Linked DNA regions of Mus musculus: region 2 is linked to region 1. Evidence: chromatin contacts called from public Hi-C data. All regions are on one chromosome and are shown on one strand. The core of a region is the stretch at or near the end of the contact, and the rest is flanking DNA. Distances in the headings are between cores, read along the strand shown. Region 1 has its middle 140 kb from the start of Pcsk1. Region 2 overlaps Ell2 (elongation factor for RNA polymerase II 2).

Region 1 (4,836 bases), core at 46-2,545:
AGTGATGAAACTCTATGACAGGAGGTGTGTCCTTACTAACAATGTGTCACTGTAGGAGTGGGCTTTAAGACCCTCCTCCTAGCTTCTTGGAAGATAGTCCTTTGGATGAAGATGTAGAACTCTTAGCTCCTCCAGTGCCATGCCTGCCTGGAAGCTGCCATCTTCCTGTCTTGATAATAATAGACTGAACTTCTGAACCTATAATTCAGCCTCAATTAAATATTCTCTTTTCTAAGAGAACTGGTCCTGGTGTCTCTTCAAAGCAATGGAAGCCCTAAGACAGAGGTCATTGAAGATGAGTTCTCAGATTCTGTGTGAGTATAGCCTATCCTCCTATCCTGGTAGGCATGATGAAGGCAGAGCTGAGAGTTCTTCATCTTCATCTGAAGTGATACTGGGGAAATGGCCCTGCACAGCTGACTTGTGTTCCCTGCATTCTCTGCAGTGCTGGGTCCATGGGGTCACCTATTGGCTGTTCCTGCAAGTCAGGTACAGAGTCTCTGAACTAGGCAGGACACACTTTTGCTTGTCCTCAAAGATAAGGACTGGTATGCATCTGCCTGCAACTACAAATCTGTATTACATGCCTACATGCTGTTTTGTGTCCAATGTGGGATTTTTATGCTTTGGATTTTCCTCAGCTCACTGCGTGATTTTTGCTTAATCCCTTTTCATTTTGCATATATAATATATAATGCCATGACCAAAAATTGGAATATGGCAATGCCTTGAATTTTTAAAAGGCTCTCCCAACTTAAAATATTCCCTAAAAGCTACCTGGGACCCTCCATAAAAGCCAAGTAGAGATTTTATTATTGATACTGGTTTTTACATTTACATTTTCTCTTATAGATGCATGAAGATATTCAAATAATTTTCTTGTGGTTATATACACGTTTTCTTGGCAGTATGGTATCAAAGTTGTGATTCCACTCTTCTCTCATATAGTGCTCAAATCAAGTTGCATAGCTAAAGCGCATGGATGGTATCGGTACCTGACAGTAGTTAAGATCATTGCTAAGAACCACTGAAGCCAGGCACCTGGCCTCTCCTTACTTTATTCAGTATTAAGAGAGATGTTTGTTGCCATCTTTTCCCTCATAAACATTTTTATTTCCAAGCTAGAGCAAGTTATGGTGCTGTTGTGCATAGTTACTGTACCCATAGGCCAATCCATAGACGGACACTCAGAATTGCTACCACGACAGTGGCACTCAGTTCAAGACTGAAAGATAAATTGGGCTTGCCAAGGTGCAAAGGTCTAAGCAAGGACCAGAATCCAAGGCTCTGAGGCACAAATAGTCAGGCAGTCTTCCAAGTACAAAGTGTTACCATGTTCTTTCAATGACCTCACCTCTGGGCTGAGCCATCTGCTATCTCAAAGACCCTCTTCCCAGGAGTCCACATCCAGGAAGAGTGGGCTAGAACTCATCAAAAGCAACAGGTGAGCCATTTATATTATGGAACATTAAATTTCTGTGAACTAAACTTCAGAGCAGTTATCTTTAGGGAAGTTGTAGTTGATCACATGTTTCTCTTCCAGAGTCAAAGTCCAGGCATTTTATTATGTTTATATATTCTCTGGGCTTTGGGAGTTACTGATACTGTAAGTTCCACGCCCCACGGAACTCTAACATAGTAAACAAGGATTTCAAATGAAGAAAGAAGGGATAATAAATGAAGCAGAGCACAAGCAAAACAGGAAGGGATGAAACATAATGTTAGGTTATAAAACAAGGAACCATGCAAAACGGAGTACAGTCGTGACCTGGCGTGTTGGAACCTGAGGCCTGAAATATGTGTTTAAAACACGAAAGCAGACCAAAAGTAGATTTTATTTTCATTTCTTTTTCTTTTTTCTCTTTTAACCTTTCTGTCTGATACTTGGCTTTTCCTGAGATTTATGTAAGCAGCAGCAGTTGAACAACTTCTATTTTGTAAATTTCAGGCTTGAAAAAATAGGGATGAACAAGACACTCTAAGTAAAATCTGTCCATCCTTTTCCCTTTTAAAAAAAGTTACCTCAAGTTCTTCTAACAAGTGATTCTGAGTAGATGAAGCTAAGACAAAAGAATAACAAGATGGAGAAGGAGAAGGAGAAGGAGAAGGAGGAGGTATAGGAAGAAGTGGTGGTGGTGGTGGTAATGCTGGAAGAAGAGAGAATAAGAGAGGGACAGAGGGAGGAAGGAAAAGAGCTTTCCCCATGGCTTTGGCAACTTAAGAAAGAAGAGGTCAAGCAACAGTTTTATTGGTTTCTAAGACATCTGAAGTATGTTCTTAGTTCTCCATTCTCTGATCCTGCCCTGAGGACTTCTAAAGTCACAGACAGTGGACAGAAGAAGAGTGTCCCTGCATCCAGGCTGCCCTTTGCCCAATACAGCAGGTCAGCTTTAATCTTAGCAGTGTCTTTCATCTAAAAGGGCATATGCCAAGCAAGATGTTAATGTGACACTCTGCACAAGCACACATTATGAGCCCCAAGTGCAGATGTGGCTACATGCATTTCAGAGCAGCCAGCTAGCATCTACAGAAATTCAGACACCTTGATGCCCAGTTGCTGTGTGGCTTTGTGGCATCTTCTACCAGTGTGTCTATGAATATAATTTAATATTATTTAATAGTTTTCTAATAATTTACTCTTGCTCTATCATATTAGAGAATTCTCTAAAGTCACTCTGTAGCAAAACCATAAATTACATAAAATACAGCTTTACATAATATTAACCAGTATTATATATAGATATATAGAGATTATAGTTGCCTTTACCATCATCCTTTCCGTGGTTGAAAACCAAAAAAAGGATATACTGGTGTTAAGTAAGGGTTGCACTGGATGAAGTAGCTTGTCAGGGTGACTGTGTTTGCTCTCTTCACAGAACAAATTCTTAAACGCTCCAAAGTAAGTTTTATTTTTGCTTCAGCCTAGTTTTAGTTGTAGGGTTTGTTAAGCATCAGGTTTAAATTTTCCAGCTTTCCAAATGCCAGGCAAGAATTGGGGCATATCGCTGAGCTATGGCCTGATTCTTATGTTTACTTAGTCATTGACAGGGTCTCACTGTTTTTCTCAGGCTGGCCTTGAACTTGAGGTCCTCACACCTTTACATCCCAGATAGCTGGAATTAAAAGCCTTCACTACTAGATTTGACTTGAAAAATATTCTTTAGTCAAATAAAATCATTTTGAATTAAAATTTGACATTGTTCAAAGCATGCTTGATGGGGAAAAATAACTGGAAACACTCGTCATGGCAGATCAGGTGTGTCCTTCCAAGGAGTTCCACTGGAGGGCAGTGTGTGCTTCAGAACAGGCGAGTGCTTCTGGGTTTGGAGCCGCATTGGTATGAAAATCTACACACCTTGGCAAGTTTTTAATCACAGGGGGGCACAGGAATACTGTATTCCCAGTCCTCCTTCTGACTGCATTGAGGATTAAAACAACTAAAGTGACTATTCAACTGAAGCCTGTCTTTTTTACAGACCCAAGCATGAAGACTATAATAGTTACTTGAAATTCATAAGACCAACTTAAGTCTTCATAGCAAAGCATGTGTACTGGAGAAAAGAGGAAGCAAGGAAAGAAAAGAACAGAGTGGTGGTAGAAAACTACCGCGAGCATTATTACTGCAGTCAGTGAGGCATGCTGAGTGGTGCTGGTGTTTTCAGAGTGGGCTAGAGCATGCTAGACAAGGAGTGGGTTTCCCCTGTAGGATTCTGAGTGGATTTAGACAGGTGGTTTTGGTCCAGAAGCTCTTGAGCAGGGGCACAGAGCAGAGCAATTACAGAAACCCTGTCCAGCGAGGCAGTTGTTGAGGTGGTCAAGGCCAGAGAATGCTCAGCTCTAACAGTGTATGGAGAATAAGAATGGAATCAGTCTGAGAGACAGAAAAGATGGACATGTCCTAGGATTTAATAATCAGTTTTCTGAAGTGGAGGAGGGAGAAATTCTAACATTTTATAACAGGGGAAAAAAAAGTGACAAATAGAAATTGAAGAAAATGGAGGAAGGTGCGTTTTGAGAAATGGAGCCAAACATCTGGAGAATATCCAGAGAAAAAGTACCTAGGAGGTGATGGAATTGTTGAGCCTGAAGATCAGGGGAGGGACGGTAAGGTACTAAAGACAGTGTCATTGGCACAAAGTTAGTAATTAAAATGTTGAGTGTGGATAAGCTCATCCAAGAAGATTGCCAGTACTGGGAGGAAAGAAACAGACAGCTGGACCACCCAGCACAAGTGGTGGGAAGCAGAGGAGGCCACAGTGAAAAAAGACAGAAACAAACAAGACAAACCAAGAGCAGAATTCTCTGTGGAGCAGTGAAACTCAACCAACAGAGGCAAATGCCCCAGAAATGAGCTGCAACACAAAGTCCACAACAGCTAGTGTGCAGGTACCTAACAAGAGAAGCAGATTGCAGAGGCTGCCAACAGTGAATATAGTCTTGCTCCATATAGGTTAGTCCTTTATGAAGCTTATATGAAAAATAAAAAAGAAGACATAGGGTCCAGAGAATAAGGGGAGTAGGTCAGAAGTAGATTTCTTGTTACTGAATTCAAGTGAATCCACTAAAAGTAATCCCTAGCAGAGGGATGCTGATGTTTCAAGAGGGAGGTTGAACTGTAGAGCCTGGTCTTGGCAGGAAAAGCTGAGGTTAGCTTAGCACAAAATAATGGAGACATGAAATCTTCTAAAACTAAAGGCAGACGATGAAAGATGTGAAGGAGAAAAGAAATCAAAGGAACTGGTGCTCAATTGCCTCTGTAGCAGGGTAATTATCCTAGCTTCCTCATACAGAAGGATCAGACCTTTTTTTTAAACAAGAGTTTCTGAAACTACATCT
Region 2 (5,088 bases), core at 918-3,417, 510 kb after region 1:
ATAGTCTTAAAATTTAACATGCTTGGGTTTCTGCAATCTCCTTTTGATGGCTGTCTCCTGTAAAGGAATATTATAAACTTTTAAGCTAGTAATGTCTTCCCCCTACCCACATGCCATCACACTATTGGCTATTGATGAGTTATTTATTGGCTATTGGTGAGGTCACATAATTTACTATTTCATACAGCACTGTTGTCCTGGAGTGATTGCTTAGTGGGTGGTGGTGGTGCTACTTTCTAGAAGTATATGACTATCTAGAGAATAATCACCGAAGCATTTCATTGTATGCATTCTACACATGCAGTATTGCTCTACTACTACATGTGTATTCATCCTTTCTTTGACAGCATCTCTTCCTCTGTGTAGAGACATCGGCTTAATGGTTCTCATAATAGGCCAGCCATACCATCCCTAGCCATCTTTCAACCCTATATTTCTTAAAGTTATAAATCTACTTATCTGGAGGTTTGACAGGTTTTATTTACATCTTCTATATTTACATCAGGCCTACCAAGGCTCTTTAGAAATCTGAACTATGACCTCTCATTTAATACTTGATGTTTTATATCAGTAGCTATGAAATTAGAAATAGTTTTTATTCCTTTATAGGTTTTAGAAAATTAGCACATCAATTTGAGTTATGAAAATTAAATAGAAATACATTTTATAGAATTGTGTATGTATTTTCTACCTCAGGAATTATTATTTTCAGAGGAGGTATTTGGGGAAAGGTCTATAAAATTCAAATACTACAGGTTTCACTCATCTTGTAGGACTGTGTAGGACTTGTGTAGACACAAGAAGTTTGAAAAAACAAAAAGGAAAGGCTAACTGGTCAACCACCTTTTAAAAATATCTATTAAAGAGGGGGAACCATGGGTAGCCACTAGAAAGTCCCAGATGCCAGGGACCCAAGAGGTTCCCAGGCCCCAACTGGGAGAACATTAGCCAAAATAACCAACAAAGGGGAGAGAGAACTTGTAGAGACCAGGTCCAGTGGATAGGCATGGCCCCCAGTTGAGAGATGGGGCCACCCACCCACCTCAAAAATATTAATCCAGAATTCCTCCTGTCAAAAGGGAATGCAGGGACAAAGAGTGGAGCAGAAACAGAAGGAAAGGACATCCAGAGACTGCCCCACCTAGGGACCCATCCCATCTGTTGACAACAAACTGAGACATTATTGCTGATGCCAAGAAGTGCTTACTGACAAGAGCTCGGTATAGCTGCCCACCAAGAGGCTTTGCCAGAGCCAGATCAACACAGCCAAACATTGGACTGGGCACGGGGACTCCAGTGGAGAAGTTAGGGCAAGGAATGTAGGAGCTGAAGGGGTTTGCAACCTCATAGAAAGAAAAACAATATCAACCAACCAGACGCCCCAAATCTCTCAGGGACTAAAACCATCAACCAAAAAGGGGATTCTCATGACTCCAGCTGGATATGTAGCAGAGGATTTGCCTTATCTGGCATCACTGAGAGGGGAGCCCTTTGGTCCTGTGGAGGCTCAATGCCCCAGCATAGGGGAACGCAAGTGTGCTGAGGCAGGAGTGGGTGTATGGGAGAGCACCCTCATAGAAACAGGGAGGAGGGAATAGGGGGCTTGTGGAGGGGAAATTGGGAAGGGGGATAGCATTTGAAATGTAAATAAATTAAATACCCAATAATAATAATAATTATAATTAAATAACTGGTCAACATTATTTTTTTACATTTGTTTAAAAAAATTTTTTAAGGCCAACTGGTCGAGCTGTTTCCAGAAATTAAGTCAGGGAGAGGAGAGAAAGGGATGGGAAAATATAGACAACCAATAGACTCTATTACAGGACCAGCGACAATGTTGGAATCAGAGGTATATGCCACAACATGCACCAGGCTAACTAAAGATTTATTTTTTAAAAAAAAATCTAAATAGCTTTAAAAAGAAAAATGTATTGAGATTAATTGATAGTGGAATCCAGAATTAAGAGCTGGTCACTCTTCCATTTCACTTTGGAAATAACCTTCCAAACAGTTGTTTATATTAGTGAGCATGCAAGTTTTCATGGTGATGTTGATTGAACTGGGCTGAAGCCATGCATTTTGCAAAATCTCGGGCCTAGGCCAGCCGTTCTGTTGATCTTCAGGGCAGCTCCTACCCGTCCCGTCAGGTCTGTCTCTTCACTAGATTTACACCACTGCTTATGACTGCCAGGCACAAACCTAGGTCTGCCAGCTTTTGCCTGCCGTTCCTCCAGGCATGGTGTGGCTTTCCTCAGGACCGCAGACGAGCAGGAGGAGAGAAAACTCACAGGGATTTGGAACTTAACTGTTCATACATAACATTTTTTTTCCTTGTAGAACTAAGATTTGAGCTTTGTTTCAGAAAGACAAACTTTTTTTTAAGACAAATTTCTGCTTTATAATTGACCAGGATAATGTCTCCCTGAGTTCTTTTAGTGTGTCCTTCCCAGCCCTTTAGCTATCTCCCTGGGTCTTCTAAGTTGTGTTTTTTAAGAGGTTGGGATGTGTTTTCAAATGGAACTTGAGGACAAGAGTTCTGCATTTTAGTGAAGAAATATATGTATGGAGAGAGAGAGAGAGAGAGAGAGAGAGAGAGAGAGAGAGAGAGAGAGAGAGAGAGACGTGTATAATGTAAATCTTAAGTACCACAAACCCAAGAAGCCACTTTGCCTATGTTTTCAGGCTAAATATAACCTAGAAGAGATCAGACGTTTCCTCTTCCTGACATTCACGCCCTCCAGTCGGTGTTTGCTCTGCCGAGTCCTACTTTCCCAAAGAGCCTTACTTACGTGGCCTATTTCAACTTCATTTGTTTTGTTTTGTTTTTAATCACTGGCATGTTTGATTGATTGTTTGTTTGTGTAAATCTGCAAATATTTATGAGGCATGTTCAATGTCCCAAACATAAACAAAAATGAATGAGACCACAGCCCTTGATTTTCAACAACTCAGTCTGGTGGGGGAGAAAGACATAAATCAGAACCCAGGGAACTTAGTAAAGAAGCAGTAAAGGCTATGGGGATTGTGAGGACCCAGAAGAGGAGCAACTAAGCCCACCTCACTAGAGACGGCTGGGCTTCCTCACAGAGTAAAGGTCCTGAGCTGAGTCATAAATGAAAGAAATGTTACCACAAGATAAACAAGAAGTAGAGACTCAGCCCAGTGTTTTCTGATGGCACGGTGCTGCCTCTTGAGATGAAGGGCACTATGGCGAGTGAGGCCCAGTTCAGTTGCTGTAGTAGCAGAGAACTCTGGATGCCTATAACTGGATGCCTATAAATGCACTTCAATTCCCTCTCATGGATAGCTAGATTAAAAATAAAAAACCAAAAAACCATCAATGGTGTATGGGACTGATGCGTTCAGACTGGCATTGGAGGATATTTGACTTAAAACCTGAGTGATTTGGGGATAAGAGCTGAATGATTTACGGATATGACTGAGAAGGGATCAAAAAAAAGCTGAAAGACAAAAGACATTGTCAAAGGCATGAGGGGATCTTAAACAAAGCAGGGGAGATAGATGAGAATGCATATTTAAGAAATAATTGGGGAGTAGAAGACAAACATGTGATGGGTTCGAGCTGGGACATCAAGGGTGGTTTGAGAAGGAGAGGGGTGGACACTAAGTCTTCAGGACAGCAGGGGCCTCAGAGGATACTGTAGTGTTCTGGGAGATGACTCAGGGATGTGAAGACAGTTTAGTTCTTTTCTATGTCAGCATCCATTCTATGTAATGTATTCAGATTTTTTAAATGCTTTCTAAAATAAGAATGACGAGAATTGCTGAACTCACTGGGAGGTTTTACTTTTTGCTCCCCAGGACTCCATATGTGTAGTCTAGCCATGACTGCATTTTGAACATATTACATAGATTTTTTTTCCTATGGCTCTCTCACTTTTACTTCCAAAGCTGCTTTCAGCTTTTGGCTCAATTTTACATTTATTTTTTAAATATAAATTTTATTTTCTCATACTCCTTAAAGCCACATAGCTTTCCCTGTATATCTCTAATTATCTATTATTTGCATCTTTCCCTTACAACTGCCCAGCCCGTCCTCTTTCCTTTCCTGGAAATAGCCAGCTACTAACCAGCTTACTCCCAGCCACCTGGCGTCTTCGAAGTGAGTTTAGACATCAAGCTGCAAAGTGAGTCATAACAGAACTCACTTTGAAGCCCTTTTTTAGCTTGTGAAACCAACAGTGGTCAATTGTATTTAAAATTCATGCCCAGCTTGTTAGTGGGTTCAGTTATATTAAGGGACTCAGTGTCACTTCCAGGATGAAAGACAGCTGGAAGCAAGGACAAGAGGGAGCTGGCAGGGGATTCATATGTCTGTACACATTCAGGCAGTTTTCTTCCTCTCAGACAGAATGCCATGTCATCATTCTTTCTCACATTCCTCACATTTAATATGTCTATGAGTCCTACTTCCTGTTGTCACAAAATACATCAATTCCCAATTCTCTGTCTCCTGCTCTTTGCCTCTACCATCAGACTCCTAGAAAGATCTCACTCAGTTTTATTTAGCAGTATACCATCAAAATCCAAGCAGTACTCAGCATAGTAGCACTCACTAAATATTTGTGGAATAAATGGATAAAGCTGTAGTTTTCCAAATAATACCAGTTGTAAATATTATAATCAGTGTTTCCTCTAGAGTGGTGACAAGTTGAAAAGAACTCAGTATAAGGGTGAGCATATCAAGCTAGGAAGTCATTTTTTCTAGTCAGTCTCTACCCCACCAAAACAGCAACAGTAGCAAAGGCATAACTCATTTTTGCACTGCTACACATTTTAACCCTGAAGTACTTCCAAAGTATTCTGGGTCTAAGTGAGATAGTGGAGACTAAGAGAGAAAGCTAGTCTCTTTTCTTTTCTCTTCTTTAGCATACATCTTGTTATGGGAGAAATCAAAGAAACAGGTGAATTTATATTATCCTGCATTATTTATGTTAGTTGCTACATGACATGACTTTTTTGGGTAACTTCCAATATTTTTCTTTATGCCGGTTGCACTTGACATTTTATACCACTCTCATCGACAAAAGTATCTGTCATGAACCTCCAGAGGTTTTTAGCATG

Evidence for each region. A called contact is a pair of places that touch in the nucleus more often than the background predicts.
Region 2: a contact with region 1 is called in a Hi-C map of liver, with 5 times the contacts expected there. The contact joins two enhancer-like sites. A contact is called at or near these places in 2 of 15 datasets of contacts at CTCF or cohesin (large pre-B cells and pro-B cells), 2 of 484 Hi-C or Micro-C datasets (cortical neurons and liver) and 1 of 115 datasets of contacts at active chromatin or transcription factors (kidney).

Annotation. Positions count from the first base shown.
Region 1 is chr13:75,224,511-75,229,346 of GRCm38.p6, forward strand. No RefSeq gene overlaps it. Among named protein-coding and RNA genes, the nearest start is that of Pcsk1, 140 kb to the left of the region's middle. Within about 2 kb of position 1,296, at least 14 of the 459 cell types and tissues checked have an H3K27ac peak or open chromatin away from gene starts, as enhancers often do. A contact at or near this core is called in liver, where this site is marked.
Region 2 is chr13:75,736,039-75,741,126 of GRCm38.p6, forward strand. All of the region lies in intron 2 of Ell2 (elongation factor for RNA polymerase II 2), which reads left to right. Among named protein-coding and RNA genes, the nearest start is that of Ell2, 31 kb to the left of the region's middle. Within about 2 kb of position 2,168, at least 65 of the 459 cell types and tissues checked have an H3K27ac peak or open chromatin away from gene starts, as enhancers often do. A contact at or near this core is called in liver, where this site is marked.